2 separate regions of the Zea mays genome follow, and region 2 is linked to region 1. Evidence: chromatin contacts called from public Hi-C data. All regions are on one chromosome and are shown on one strand. The core of a region is the stretch at or near the end of the contact, and the rest is flanking DNA. Distances in the headings are between cores, read along the strand shown.

Evidence for each region. Hi-C and Micro-C count contacts between places; a contact is called where the count stands out from the background.
Region 2: a contact with region 1 is called in a Hi-C map of tassel, with 2.9 times the contacts expected there. The contact joins the promoter of LOC100274583 here to the enhancer-like site in region 1. A contact is called at or near these places in 2 of 25 Hi-C or Micro-C datasets (endosperm and tassel).

The regions. Positions count from the first base shown.
Region 1 is chr1:16,187,919-16,194,776 of Zm-B73-REFERENCE-NAM-5.0, reverse strand. No RefSeq gene overlaps it. Among protein-coding and RNA genes, the nearest start is that of LOC109942745, 3.5 kb to the left of the region's middle. Within about 2 kb of position 3,561, at least 19 of the 20 cell types and tissues checked have an H3K27ac peak or open chromatin away from gene starts, as enhancers often do. A contact at or near this core is called in endosperm and tassel, where this site is marked.
Region 2 is chr1:16,855,087-16,861,783 of Zm-B73-REFERENCE-NAM-5.0, reverse strand. LOC100274583 (DUF1677 family protein) reads left to right here and starts at 5,103. Exons shown (of 1, transcript NM_001148936.1): 1 at 5,103-5,978. The coding sequence starts at 5,318. The coding sequence ends at 5,707.

The DNA.
Region 1 (6,858 bases), core at 2,312-4,811:
AGAGGCGGTCGGATAGGATCGACCCTGTCTGTGTCTGAAAACTGTGCGTGGATCAGCTGCGAATTTTCCATGCTGCCTCCCCCACCCACCTGAGCACCTGACCATGGTTCAGTTTTTTTTCTTTCTAGTAGCACAATATGTTTTGTGGTCGCTCCTGAAGACAGCATCTGTCGACGATGTCGAGTGATGCAGCTCTGCTGTAGTTACAGGAAAAACAATCTTGATTTAGAATCCGACGACAGGAACGAACGATGCCCAAATGTGGCGGTGATCTGTGTGACCTCACTATCCCCTCTACCTCCTAGTACAAGCCGTGCGTTTTTCTACTCTCTCTTGCGAGATTTACACAACAGAGGGGTCACATGCATGCAACGCAAACCCGTTAACCACGGAGGAGGAGCCATGCATTGCATGTGGGTGGCACGGTCGTAACAGTATATTCTCCATTTCACGTTGCCTGTTCACCAAAAGCTCGTACACGCGGTCACATTTTACAGCTAACTGTATACTGTCTTGTCTGGTCGATGACCTATCGTGTTTGTTCCAGCAGGGACCATTTGGTGGTGCAAATAGATTAATCCGAGCAGAACGGCTTTTTCCCTGCCGTGGCTTCATTCTACTACATACGTACTGCTGCTGCTGCTGACACACAGCTTCATCCCGACCGGATTAGAGCGCGCCAGCAGAGCAGAGCAGAGCGGGGGGGGGGGGGATTCGTGTCTAGACCACGACGAAGCTTTGTGGATCGACAACCTTTGCGGACAAAAAGCACGCGGGAATGCATGTAGGGTGAATTATTCCGCGGGGGATGCTGTGCGCTGGTCCATCATGTTCATGTTCATGGGAAATCCACTGTACTGACTTGGTTTGGCTACGTACTGATAGAAACCCAAGGTAGAATGTTTGTGTGCACTCTGGTTTGGTTTCTTTCTGGGAACAGTCGTGATGCTGGCTGATCGAGTTTTCAGGTAGCTGCTGCACACGCGTATAGTAGCTAGACCGTCTATCTGTCTATATATACCCCGAGCAGTAATCCATCGAATCGTAGGGGGGGAAAGAAGATGAACAGATGTATCCTGTAGCACTAGAGATGGCAATGGGTAAATACCCACCGGGTATTACTACCCCATACTCATACCCATGACACAAAAATAACCCTACCGGGTTACCCATATACGCTGGCGGGTATGGATTTACCCCCATACTCATACCCATGTGGGTATGGGTTACCCATCGGGTCACCCGTACCCACAAAAATTAAACAACTATCAAAATATTATACTATACAAATGGCAAGTATATCCATATAAATACCATTACAAAATTTTCTAGCATCGTTTAACCATCCATTCAACACACCAAAGATAATTGGATAAAGTAGTAACACTGTGATAGTACTACATAGCACATTACATGGTCATTAAATTGTTGTTAAATAGTAAAAAAGTTGGATGACTGAAGTCCAAGTTAATGCTTTAGATAAGTTTATATTGGGTATTTTATACCCACGGGTTAACGGGTATGGGTGAAGGCGGAACGTTCTAATACCCGTTTACCCATTGGGTGAAGATTTTTGCCCAATAACAGACCCACGGGTAGAATATTTAGCCTCTAATGGAGTAAATACCCATCGGGTATCGGGTCGCGGGTACCCATTGCCATCTCTATGTAGCACTAGCACTGCGTCGTCGATCCATCCACCGGACCCTAATGAGCAAGAAAAAAGCGGAGCCGGGTTTAGTGTCCACTACTAGGCCGGCCAGGAAACGATCCAGTCGCAATCAGCTGGCCGACGGATATCCACCAGCGCGCAACGACCCGGTCGCGCGCCCGCGCCCGCGCCCCACGCACCGAAGAAAACTTGGGGAGATCGATCATGCATGATCCGTTGCCGTCAACCACTAGCTAGCGCCTGCACGTACGCACGGCTGCTGATGCCTGTGGCTGTGGAAGGAAGGAATCTCTGATCGTATCGGGAGACAAGACCTGGGTCGATATTCAGGCCGGCGATGATCTCGTCGCAGCAAACATAATGCGCGCTTTTCTGGCTGGAGAGATGAGATGAGAGACGGCCGATCCATCCCTCTTCCCTCGCGGCCTTTCCGCGGCAGTATAATAATGGTGGCCGTCTTTTTTTCGCTCTCGGTTCCATCGCACGTTCGTGTCCGTTCGACGATCATGGAATGGAAGCAGAGCGCCGTGTGGAGTTTGATCTCCGGCCGATGGACACGGGATGCGAGTGGAGGGGCTGAGTTGGGTCTTCGATGTCAGTGCCAGCCAACCCCGTCCAAACAGACCGGCCAGGTTCTCTTTCGACGAGACAAGTGATGAGCCGGCTCCTGAAAGCGCACGCGCGTAACGGCGGCAAGAAAACAACGGTCCATGCATGTCGCCTTCGTCAGTCGTACTGTAGCTGTAGGAGAAAAGTAGAGAGAGAGTGGGCAGTGATCGGCGACATGACCCCGATATAATGCTACGTTAACCAACTGAGAGCAGCAGCCATGGTAACCGCAACCACCCTGCTATACGGACCTGGCCTAATAAGCCTAATCATAGGCATAGCAGAAAACAAAAACCAATCAAGCAGTCGACGAGAGAAGCAACCCAGAACGAGGGCAACCACCCTCCATGGACATGGACCACCCTAGAGCTCGCCAAAGAGAGGCCTGGCCTGGAGGGATCAATCTGGCGCAGACAGGGAGGGTGTATGGTTTGAAGAATAAGTTAGTGCATCAACTTCTCACTTTTTTGTTTGATTTGTGAATTAAAATAAATTAATCCATCACCACATTATTTCTCATAATTAGTTAGTTAATACTAACATAAGAAATATGCTCGTCCCAACAAATTTAAGAAATGGACTCATAATACACTAACTAATGTTATATAGAGTGATTCCTAGAATCAAACACATCCTTCCGTAATAACGTCTCCAAGGCCACGCCATCTTTCCTCTAGCACTGCACACCCCATGCTGCCACCGCGCGCGACCCTTCCAAATCCCACCCCTTTCCAACCTCTTTACCACTAGTCCTAGTTGTTAATCCCCGCGGCCAGCGGTGCACGGCACACGCGCACCCGCTTTCGGTCGCGCGGCCAAGGCGTGCGTGCGTGCGTGCGTCACAAGACAGGCCAGGCGCGAAAGAGAACAGATTATTCGCCACCCGTGCAACGGATCAGCTGCCAGGCAGATGGGGGCGTTGTGTGCCTCGTCCGATCAAACGCAAGCAGCAGGCGGGCAACAGGAGCAGCGATAGATCTCACAGGCTCCAGCTGCGCCTCTGATGCGGCTGCCGCGGCGCTGGCCGACCGCGCCAAAAGCGAAAGCCTGCCGCGATGGCTGGCCTGGCCGAGATATGTGTGCGCGCGTGTGTGGGGTGTAGCTATCCCTTCGGCCTGCGGCAACGCCTCCCGCGGCAGGCACAGCAACGTGACGTCCCAGCAGACGCTGCCGGTGCCGTTGCCGCCTTCGCTTTTCCGCTTTGCCTCGGCACACACTGGCCGATCGGTCCGGACAAGGAGAGGGTCCCTGGACTGGATGCTGCCGCGCGCACCGGGCAGCCAGAGGACGAGCCGAGTAATACGCGCGTTTTCGGACACGACGCTACAGCTTCCTGTCGTGTCGAGGGTACGCGGGCGCGCTGGAGCACTCATTGAGCTCATCTACTGGTAGAGTGGTCGCCCTGTGTTTCGTCGCTTGCTCGCTCGTCGTACTAGTAATCAGTTACAGAGATGAGATATAAACTCGGTCGGTGTCTTCTTTTTGTCTTCGGTCTGCTGAGCTACATACATGCATGCAGTAGCTACACGGCAGTGCAGATGGAGTGAAAGGATACAAACGAGCGTGGCTTGGCCTGAGACCGTCTCCTTTGTTTGCCCATGTAAAAACAAAAAGAGCGGCGTGGCGGTATGGAAAGCCGTGCCTTGTTGCACATGACATGCATGCTGTTGGAATAAGTGTAAACGAGACACAGAGAGTAGAAAGGAATTGACAGTTCTTTCTTTATTGCAGCAGGGGTTATGTTTATATACATATGAAGGGGTGAGTTCACAAGGGGTGTGTCCCTTGGGAATTATCTGTCGCACCCCTTGGATTGATCACAAATACAATAATTTGTAACACTCCCCCTTGATCAATCCAAATCCATTTGATCATCTGTAAGTTGTCTTCCAATATATTATCTCCTCAAAAACCCTGTGGGAAAAAATAAGGAGTACACAATGTCTTTTGGATTATGAGTAGAACTCACACTGACCTCCAAAAGAAAATATGCCTGTAATCATCATTCTTAAAAACCCCCGTGGGGAAAATTAATGATGAAGCATATAGCTTAGTTGATATTACCTCATTAAAAACTTTGGATGAGAAAACCTTAACAAGGCAAAACTCATACAAAGAAAAGAGTGTAATATGATGGATCAAAACAGGTCAAATATCATGGAGAATTACTCCCCCTGATTCTTGCAAGCACTTAAGTCTTCTCATACCAATCACCTCAACACATTTCTGAAACGTTGAGTATGGTAGAGATTTTGTGAATAGATCAGCAAGATTATCACAAGACTTTGTTTGCAAGATGTTAATATTTTCATTTTCCTGTTTCCATCTGAACAACACAAGCTCAATTATCCTTATGGATAATGGTCAGTGATTCAATCGAATCATGGTACGTTGTTCTCCAATGGACCTCTAGCCCAAAGAACAATAATATGTCTATAGCCATCATCTCAAAAACCCCAGTGGGGAAAATAAATGATGAGACATATAACTCAGGCTAATATTTCTCCAAGATAATCTTGCCAGAAAATCTGAGAAATCAACATATCAGCTGAGTCTCCTTAAAAACCCAGTGGGAAAAATAAGGAGAGTAGTCATACTCTATTGTTGGTCCATTTGAACTCTAGGGAGATAAACTCATATCCTAGTTCAAATACAACAATAACTATACCATAATGTATCATCCTCGAAAACCTCTACGGGAAAAATAGATGATACGACATAGGCCTTGTGTTGATGTTGCCTCGTTAAAAACTTTGAATGAGAAACCCAAATAGGTGAAAACTCATGCAAAGAAAAGAGTGCAACATGATGTATAAACAAGTTCTTTCAATCAAGAGGGAAACTCCCCCTGATCTTTACAAAACACTAAGTCATCCCATACATACTCACAAACACATTTAAAATGTGGAGTAAGTTAGAGACTTAGTTGGTAACTTGTTTTTCATCTAAACAACACAAAGTAATATTATCTTCATAGATAATAAGGTCACTGATATAAAATCATGACCACCACATACCCTCTGTATGTAGTATATCATTCTGTACAATCCCATGAAGTGTACTATAGAATGATTAGTGTAAGTGACCATTAATCTCTGTTGATTAACATTTATCAAACAGTAGGTCCAACTTACCAGAAGTATGTCATTGATCTTGTACCTGGGGATCTTCTATAGATATCCAAGATCAATATATCCAAACATAAGGAGAGCATGAGTACACCTGGAGATCATAACTCGATCTCATGTCCTGTTAGCTAGCAAATCATTGCAAAGCAATATCCGGCCGGATGCTCTTGCAAGATACAATAGCACATCTCATGATCTGAAAGAATCAAATGACTATGATTCCATTATATTGAATTTCTTCAATATACGTTGGATATAGACAATTTTTGTATCCAAGATACTCAAGATAGTTTACTTTGAATTGAAATTCTCTTTCAATTCATATCCTCTATCTCGAACTCCGTCGATAAGTAATGTATGTTTAGAAATATGTTGCACATATTTACGCTAAACATACCATTCTTTGTGTATCCCTTCGGAAGGAAGGATTCACTAGGTCGAATGTACCATATTTGATCTGAATGCTCTAAGTCACAAAGACTTTCTAAGCATTGCAAATTTGTGATTGGTTATTATGTATTTGGAATCCTTCAAGACTCCATAAATACCATAATTCAGTGACCACATATGCACATGTTGTCACTACATCTATCAACTGCACAGATAGATGATTTACTGCCCATATTATTGTATCGGAATTTAACTACTCACAGTAGAGGAGAATTTATATCATTAAAATAATGCTTGGGTTTGCGTATAAACCCAGTTGCTACTAGCCATGCTTTCTCACCACCTCATTGTTTCCAAGTCCATGAAAACAAACTTGTATCCACAGTAAGATACCTTGAAGTGAAAATAAGTTAACACTTCTTTTCGGTGAGCAAGGCTATCTCTGCAACATTGTATCACTCAACAAGATCCATTTTGAGCATACTCGTGCTCTGCTATGGCCATAGTCTTTTGGATCACTTAGAGCGCATATACAATTGCTGAGATGTATGTGTCGACACTTGTAGCTTTTAAATAACACAATTCTCCAGTTGGCATGAAGTCATTTTCTTATGTACCCTTATGATTCGTCGTGAAATCCCAAAACGAGAATCAAGGGCTTCCGATAACCTAGCCTCATCAGTGCGCACTGAGCTAGGTTGTGAATGTCTTCCATTCACAGGATAATCCATATCCTCTAGGTGTCTACCAACACTAGGTTGGTTACCAACGAATAGTTGGTCTGCATTTACTATCTCAGAAGGTCTAGCCTTCAGCTGCTTGCAAGCATCTTAATCCCAATTTGTGACCATACTTCTCCCCCTCTTATTTACAACAACGTTGCAATAGGGAGTTAAGTGGTTTTCCATGTAACCACTCTTTCTGGCACTTCCTCATAGGATTAATTTGAGTGACACCTCATAGTAAATGCATATGGCAGTTAATTTGCAACTTCTTGCAAATCATTCGAACCCAAAGGTTCAGTTTTAGTACGTGATCCTGAGCCTGAATGCTTACTGC
Region 2 (6,697 bases), core at 3,854-6,353, 670 kb before region 1:
TACACAAATAAAAAAATGGGGGAACATACGTGTTGCTTTCTACTCAAGAGATGAGCTGGCAGTTTTGTTTAATTATTGTATGGTGACAGTACCGCTAGCATAATCGAGCTATCACACTCGTTCTAAATAAATCGCACACACTAAAAAAATACCATTTTCATCCCAGGGAAAAATATAATTATAAATCTAGCACAAGCCGAAATTTTCTAAGTTTAACTAAATTTATAAAGAATATTAATATTTATGTTTTCAATATTTATTATAAATCTATATCTCATAACTAAATTGATAATTTATTTGGTATTATAAATATTAGTATTTTTCTATCGATTCGATCAATCAAATTTGAAATCGAAACGTCTCAATAGATGAGAACTAAGTCCTTCGTGAGACATAATTAAGTCCTTTGTGAAACAAAGGGCGTACTGTTCTTTGTATGTGGACACCTTTGATGTGAGGAAGATGTCATGTCATTCACCTCTGTGTTGAAGCCTTATTTTGCAGCATATGGAAAGTATTTGTTTGATTTAACTCTCCGGATTTACTTCAGCTCAAACTTATCCTAGCTACTACTCGCCAATTTCTACATTTTACGTTGTTTTAGTTTTGTTCTATCAAACTTATCTAATTTTAACTAAGGACCTATTTAGAAACACTCATTTCTAAGAAACTAGTTTGTAAACTGGGGTAGTTCAAAACTTACCAAATTATGTCTTAGTTTATAGAAACTAGATTCTTATTTTTTTAAAAAAAAATCAAGAAGCTGGCATCCCCTCACTAAAACTAGTTTTTTGTTATTTCATTCACTTGTTGATTTCACGGAATTTAAATTTGTCACTAATTTTTAAAATAAAGAAAGAGTAGGTTAGTCATTGTGTATAAAAAACTAGAAGTTGGTTTCTTAGAAACTGGGTTCTAAACATTAAGTTTTTTATAAACTATTTTCTAGAAATTGGAGATAGAATCTGGTTTCTTTAAAATTGGGATGCTTCTAAACGGACCCTAAGGACATGGTTAGATCATATGCAACTAAAAATCGGTTGAGGTCCTATTTGGATTTTAGCTAACAAGCTAGCTAATATCTTATGCACTATTCAATTAATAATTAGCAACTGACTGGTTTCACTTGAGTAACACAACTAGCAGTTAGCTACTAGGTGGATCCAAATCCAGCCAAGCTTATAGAAAGTGCACAGTAAATTAGTCTCTTTATAAAATATGTCTTGATCTTGACATCCATAAATGTATATGTATATATTAAAAATCTTGTCAAATTTGAGAAGCCTCGACTAAAAAACTAAAATAACATACTCCATATAGTTTTTAGCTAAGTTAAACTATAACTTAGATTATAAGCTAGGAAAAAGCTATCTCGAGTTATGCAACAAAAAAAGTTCTAAACATTTTGGTTAAAATAACTACAAAATATACCATCGTTATCTTTCTTAAAGTATAACACAACGTTTCCAACAACTATTTGTGCCACTGCAGTTCGAGTCACTAGTTGAGTTCTCATTTGTTCAGTGGCGGATGAAGAAATAAAATCAAGGTGTGGCGAGACGATACACTAGTGTAACCAAGTCGTCCCTAGTGTGCATCAAATTCATTTGACCAAACTTTTTAAGATGTGACAACCCACTTTTTTGCATCAAATTCATGGCTATCAGTGAGCAACTCGCTTCTCATCTCTTTTTCATGTCACTATAAGTCTGATGTGACATATCTTACATCTTACCTACATCACCTCATTATACTTGCTCTAAGGATTAAAACGTAATAATCTACAGTGGGAACTTCTATGAAAATTCATGTGTCATTATACTTGTGATGTCATGATATGGTAGACATACTCTATGACGTTAAAACTCGACCTATTTGTCTAAGCAATCCATTGTGTGATACCTTGGGTAACCTAGTGTCTTTACCATGACAATATATTTTCACCAAACAATACTGATTTTATATAGACAACCACTAGATCAAAAACACATAAAACATATCATATCGTCGTTAGATCTGGTGGCCATTATGTTCGTCGGTAAAGCTCTGTGCTACGACAACGATAGTTAGGGAAGCGACATTGGTGTCAGTGAAGACCAATGGTGAAGTTCCCATTGCTGACAACCTCTCTCTAGATCGCTCCAGTGTTTCGGGTGAGGAGTCGTAGACAGTGGTGCGAACCTTGTTAAACTTGGCGCGCTTGTCCCCATCTTCTTTTATAGGGCTACATAATAGGGACTCACCAGCCTGTGTTGGATGGCCCCGATTAAGGTACGAGGTCAAGAGCTCAGTTAATAAGATAGGTGTGTGTCCGACTAGGTCAAGAATACGGCTAAGCCTAATCCGGGGGTGTTTGGTTTCTAGCGACTAAAAATTAGTCCCTAGAAACCAAACACCCACTCAGAATATATGGAAGAAATGAATGATAAGCAACTGTGACAAGAAAATTAAAAAATACAAGACCATCGGGTGGCTTTTTCTTGGGTACCGGTACCGCACACATGTCGCCTTTTGCTTTGTCGTCAGCCGCATGTGCCGTAACATACTCGTGGCATGCCGTCGTCACCGTCTTTATGCTTTGCTTCACACCTTGCTCCACCGTCTGTGTGTATTGTGGTCTCAATTCACTTCAACACCTTGGGTTCTTACGATGGTTGAATACTCAGTCTTAACTCTTAAGCAGCTTTTCATTCTCTGTAATTGGCCCACTGAATGACAAACGAGCACATGTATATCTCAGGCAACTGTTGAGTTCGCCCAAAGATGTATACATATGATGAAGCAAGAAACAAAAAAGAGATGGGAGACAGTCGTGGGTCATGACAAAACCAAGGTGTGGCAGATGCTACACCTTGCCCTATTGAGAGCCCTGAAAGTCAATTAGTCAAGAGCATAAAAAGCAAGTGCTCGTGACATGGACAAGTAGGCCCGGGTCCTCCACATGCATAGTACCAGTGGAGCATATATCGGTCCAGTGCTGAGTGCTGGCATCTAATGTTAGCTTATTCCTATGACATGGCGCCACCAGCTGGTGTTCCCATCTTCAGTGTCCCATAAGATGTAGATAAACACACACACACACAACAAACAACAAGTTAAAGTTGTTATGACATGGTACTGGAGCAGCGTGACAAGGCACAAGAACACACGATATTTTTTCTTTAAAAAATGTAAATGGTCACTGTCTAGTAAGGTCATGTTTGATAACAAAGTATTTTGATACTAAGGTTTTATACATTAGGTATAGAGTTTTACCTATGTAAAACCGTAGTCAGTGGCAGAGCGGAACGAAAATACAATGTATGGCAGTGGAGAGTATCCCTAGACACATGATTGCTTGAGAGGGGAAGTGAGGTGCAGGGAGGATAGGAGGGCACTGGGCGGCCGCACAGGCGAGAACGGAGGTTGTCCGGTCAGGTAGAGCTGACCTGGACTCTTCACGCTTGGAGCCTTGGATTGTTGTTGGTGTTGGAGAAGGGAAGCGGGCAAGGGACCTGGGCATTGGCACACCACACATTAATCACAGTCCGCAGGCCGCACGATGACACTGACGTGATGAAGGCACGACCATGGCTCACGGTTGCACACCACACTAGCTGGAGAGCATGGAGCACCACACTAGTTGCCAGAGCGGAGAAGGGCACTGAGGGCGGAGCTAGATAGTCCTAAGTCGCGGAGATGGCCTATAGCCCGCGAGCAAGTGGCAGCTCCGCAATGCGCGTTGCACATGACAACGACTGTGCGTGTGAGGGTTGTGAATGACGACGGAGAAGATGATCAGGTGTCCAGGTGAATGGCGATCTCGACCAGGCTAAGGTATGCGCGTGAGCCATACCGAGTGCTTCGTCCCTGACCGTAGTATTTCTTGAAATTGTGGACTGTTTGGTTACAATCCTATCTAAGGGCCAGCGGCTGCTGCACATTCTGTCGCTGTCAGATTCGTCCACAAAGTGAGCAACCCCAATGGCAACGACTGAGACAAAACTTTGGTCGTGATTCCAGTTTCTAAAACTCTAAAATTACTACAATTTTGAGGATATTGTAATATTAAAAACTGCAGTATGCAAAATCCAACCAAAACCCTCGTGTCTTTCAATAACTTATAGGGTGTTTGGTTGGAGGAATGTGTTAGTTCATCATCTTCTCACTCCTCAATTTTTTTGTTTGGTTTATGGAATGGAATGAGTTGATCCATCACCACCTCATTTCCCATAGTTAGTTAGTTAGTATTAATATGAGGAATGGGATCATCCCACCAAATTTGAGGAATGAACCCATGATGCACCACCTCAATTTGGATATAGTGATTCCTTAAACCAAACACCCTATTAGTTTCCTCAAATATTACATTATCTTATCAAAACCACAATAATACCGCGGTGCCAAACATGCCTAATAGTATTACGAAAAAGTGGCACATTTGGCTTCATCGCTATAACTCCAAATAAGCAAGTAGATCATTTTGCATTCTCGGAGAATGACTGTTAAGCCTAGAACATAGTCGAAACTTAACGTTCCATGCATACATTATTCTTTAACTATACATAAGGTATACTTAAATATATAATGAAAATACACCCCATCTGTTCTAAATTAATATTTGTTTTAGCTCTTAGTTTTTATGTCTATATTTAAATATTTGATGATAAATCTAGACATAAATATATACAAAAACACATCCATCAATTATTGTATGAATTTAATAAAAGACTAAAACGAATTTTAATTTGAGACAAAAGAAGTATCTGCCAAAGATTAAAAAAATGGCTATAAGAACGAGGGAGTAACATCAATGTTTAGTTCAAATTTTGGGGGACCTGCATCAATTTAACAACTAATAACAAAATAAGCATAGCTGTCGCTGCCAGCTCAGCAGCCGATGTTTCATCAAACCCCGGATGCCGAAGCGATTCCTACCTCAATCATTTGCGATGCGGGCCCCACACAAACCACCTCACCACGGCACCACGCCACAGCGGCACAGCCCCCTCCGTCCTCCCGCCATTTTTACCGACGCTGCTGGCCGCACTGACCCCCCGTTTCCTCGAATACAAAAGCCGCACACCCAGAGGCCAGAGCGATCAGCTCCACCAATCGCAGCTCCGCTGCCCTGCTCTCCACCTCCTCCAGACCTCCACCATGGACGAGCCGCCGCTCCATCCACCGCCCCTCCCCCATGCCCTCACCACCGCCGAGTAACACCTCCTCGCCGCCGCCCTTGCCTTGACGGATTCGAATAATTCGTGGAAGAGAAGTTCTTATTCCCTTGCCTTCAGCCGTACTGCGGCGGCGGAATCTCTCTCTGGACTTCTCCCCGATGTCCGTGGCGGCCGAGCAGGAGGTGGCGCCGGCCGTCGTGGCCGTGGCCGAGGCGGAGGAGTGGGAGGTGTGCGCCTGCTGCGGGCTCAGGGAGGAGTGCACGCCGGCGTACGCGGCCGGCGTGCGCGCGCGGTACGGCGGGCGCTGGCTGTGCGGGCTCTGCGGCGACGCCGTGGGCGAGGAGGTCGCCGCCGGGGGCGGCTCGGTGCTGGAGCTCGAGGCAGCGATCGCGGGGCACGCCGCCTTCTGCCACGCGCTCGGCGGGCGCCGGACGCCGGCCGCGGCCGAGCGGCTCATCGCCGCGGTGCGGCGGCTGCTCCGCGGCGCCGACGCGGGCGGCAAGGAGGAAAAAGCCGTGGTGGTGGTGGAGTTCCAGGAAGCCTCTTGACCGCCTGCCTGAATTTGAATGGGACGGATCGAAGATTTGTTCTTGCAGGCGGCGCTAGCTAGCTACTCTGCTAGTCCTCTTTTCGTAATTTGCATTTTGATTAGTTCTCAATATTTGTATGCTTAAATTCGGACATGAACGCTGAAATTTCTCCAACCCTTGTACACGCCCTAGGAGATGTGGAACATCAGAAATTTTGGAGAAAGAGGGTTGTGAGAGATTTGAAGTATATATAAAAGCTACAAGATGGGAGAATCCCATCTTTCATGTCATTTAGGCCCCGTTTCAATCTCACAGGATAAACTTTAGCTTTCTGCTAAACTTTAGCTATATGAATTGAAGTGCTAAAGTTTAGTTTCAATTACCACCATTAGCTCTCCTGTTTAGATTACAAATGGCTAAAAGTAGCTAAAAAAAAGCTGCTAAAGTTTATCTCGCGAGATTGGAACATGGCCTTAGTTGAAATTCATCCAATCTGTATATTTATGATTTAAGAATGCTAGGGGTGGTCGATTCTAAACAGGAATAACACCGAATTCTAAATAAAAATTGCAAAGTGACTGGCAGCCAAAGAACAGGTTCTAGATGGGGGCAACACAACACTCGCTACTTGCTTGCAATTTCTTTGAGCTAAGTTGTTTTCAGTAAGAGTGACCCTCTTTTCCGAGTACGCGAGAAAATTTTCAGTGGTACCTTTAGTTTTCAGAGAGTTTTTTTTTTAAAAATAAGTCTTTGCTGATTCCTATTAAGGTTCCACCAAAACACGTCTGTCTAACAAATGGGAGATTAACCACTCTTGATGTTGAACTATGGTTGTTGATTGGTTCAAGGAGATGCTAATCTTCGATGATTTTGTTGAGCTCAATGGAGCGAGTACCAATCATGCATGGCTGTCAATGCGATGCTCATCTTCACGTGCGCCAAGTTGAGCCCAATCAGGATCCATGGTTTCTTCCGCAATTTTTTTGTTCCGTCGCGCGTCCGACATGA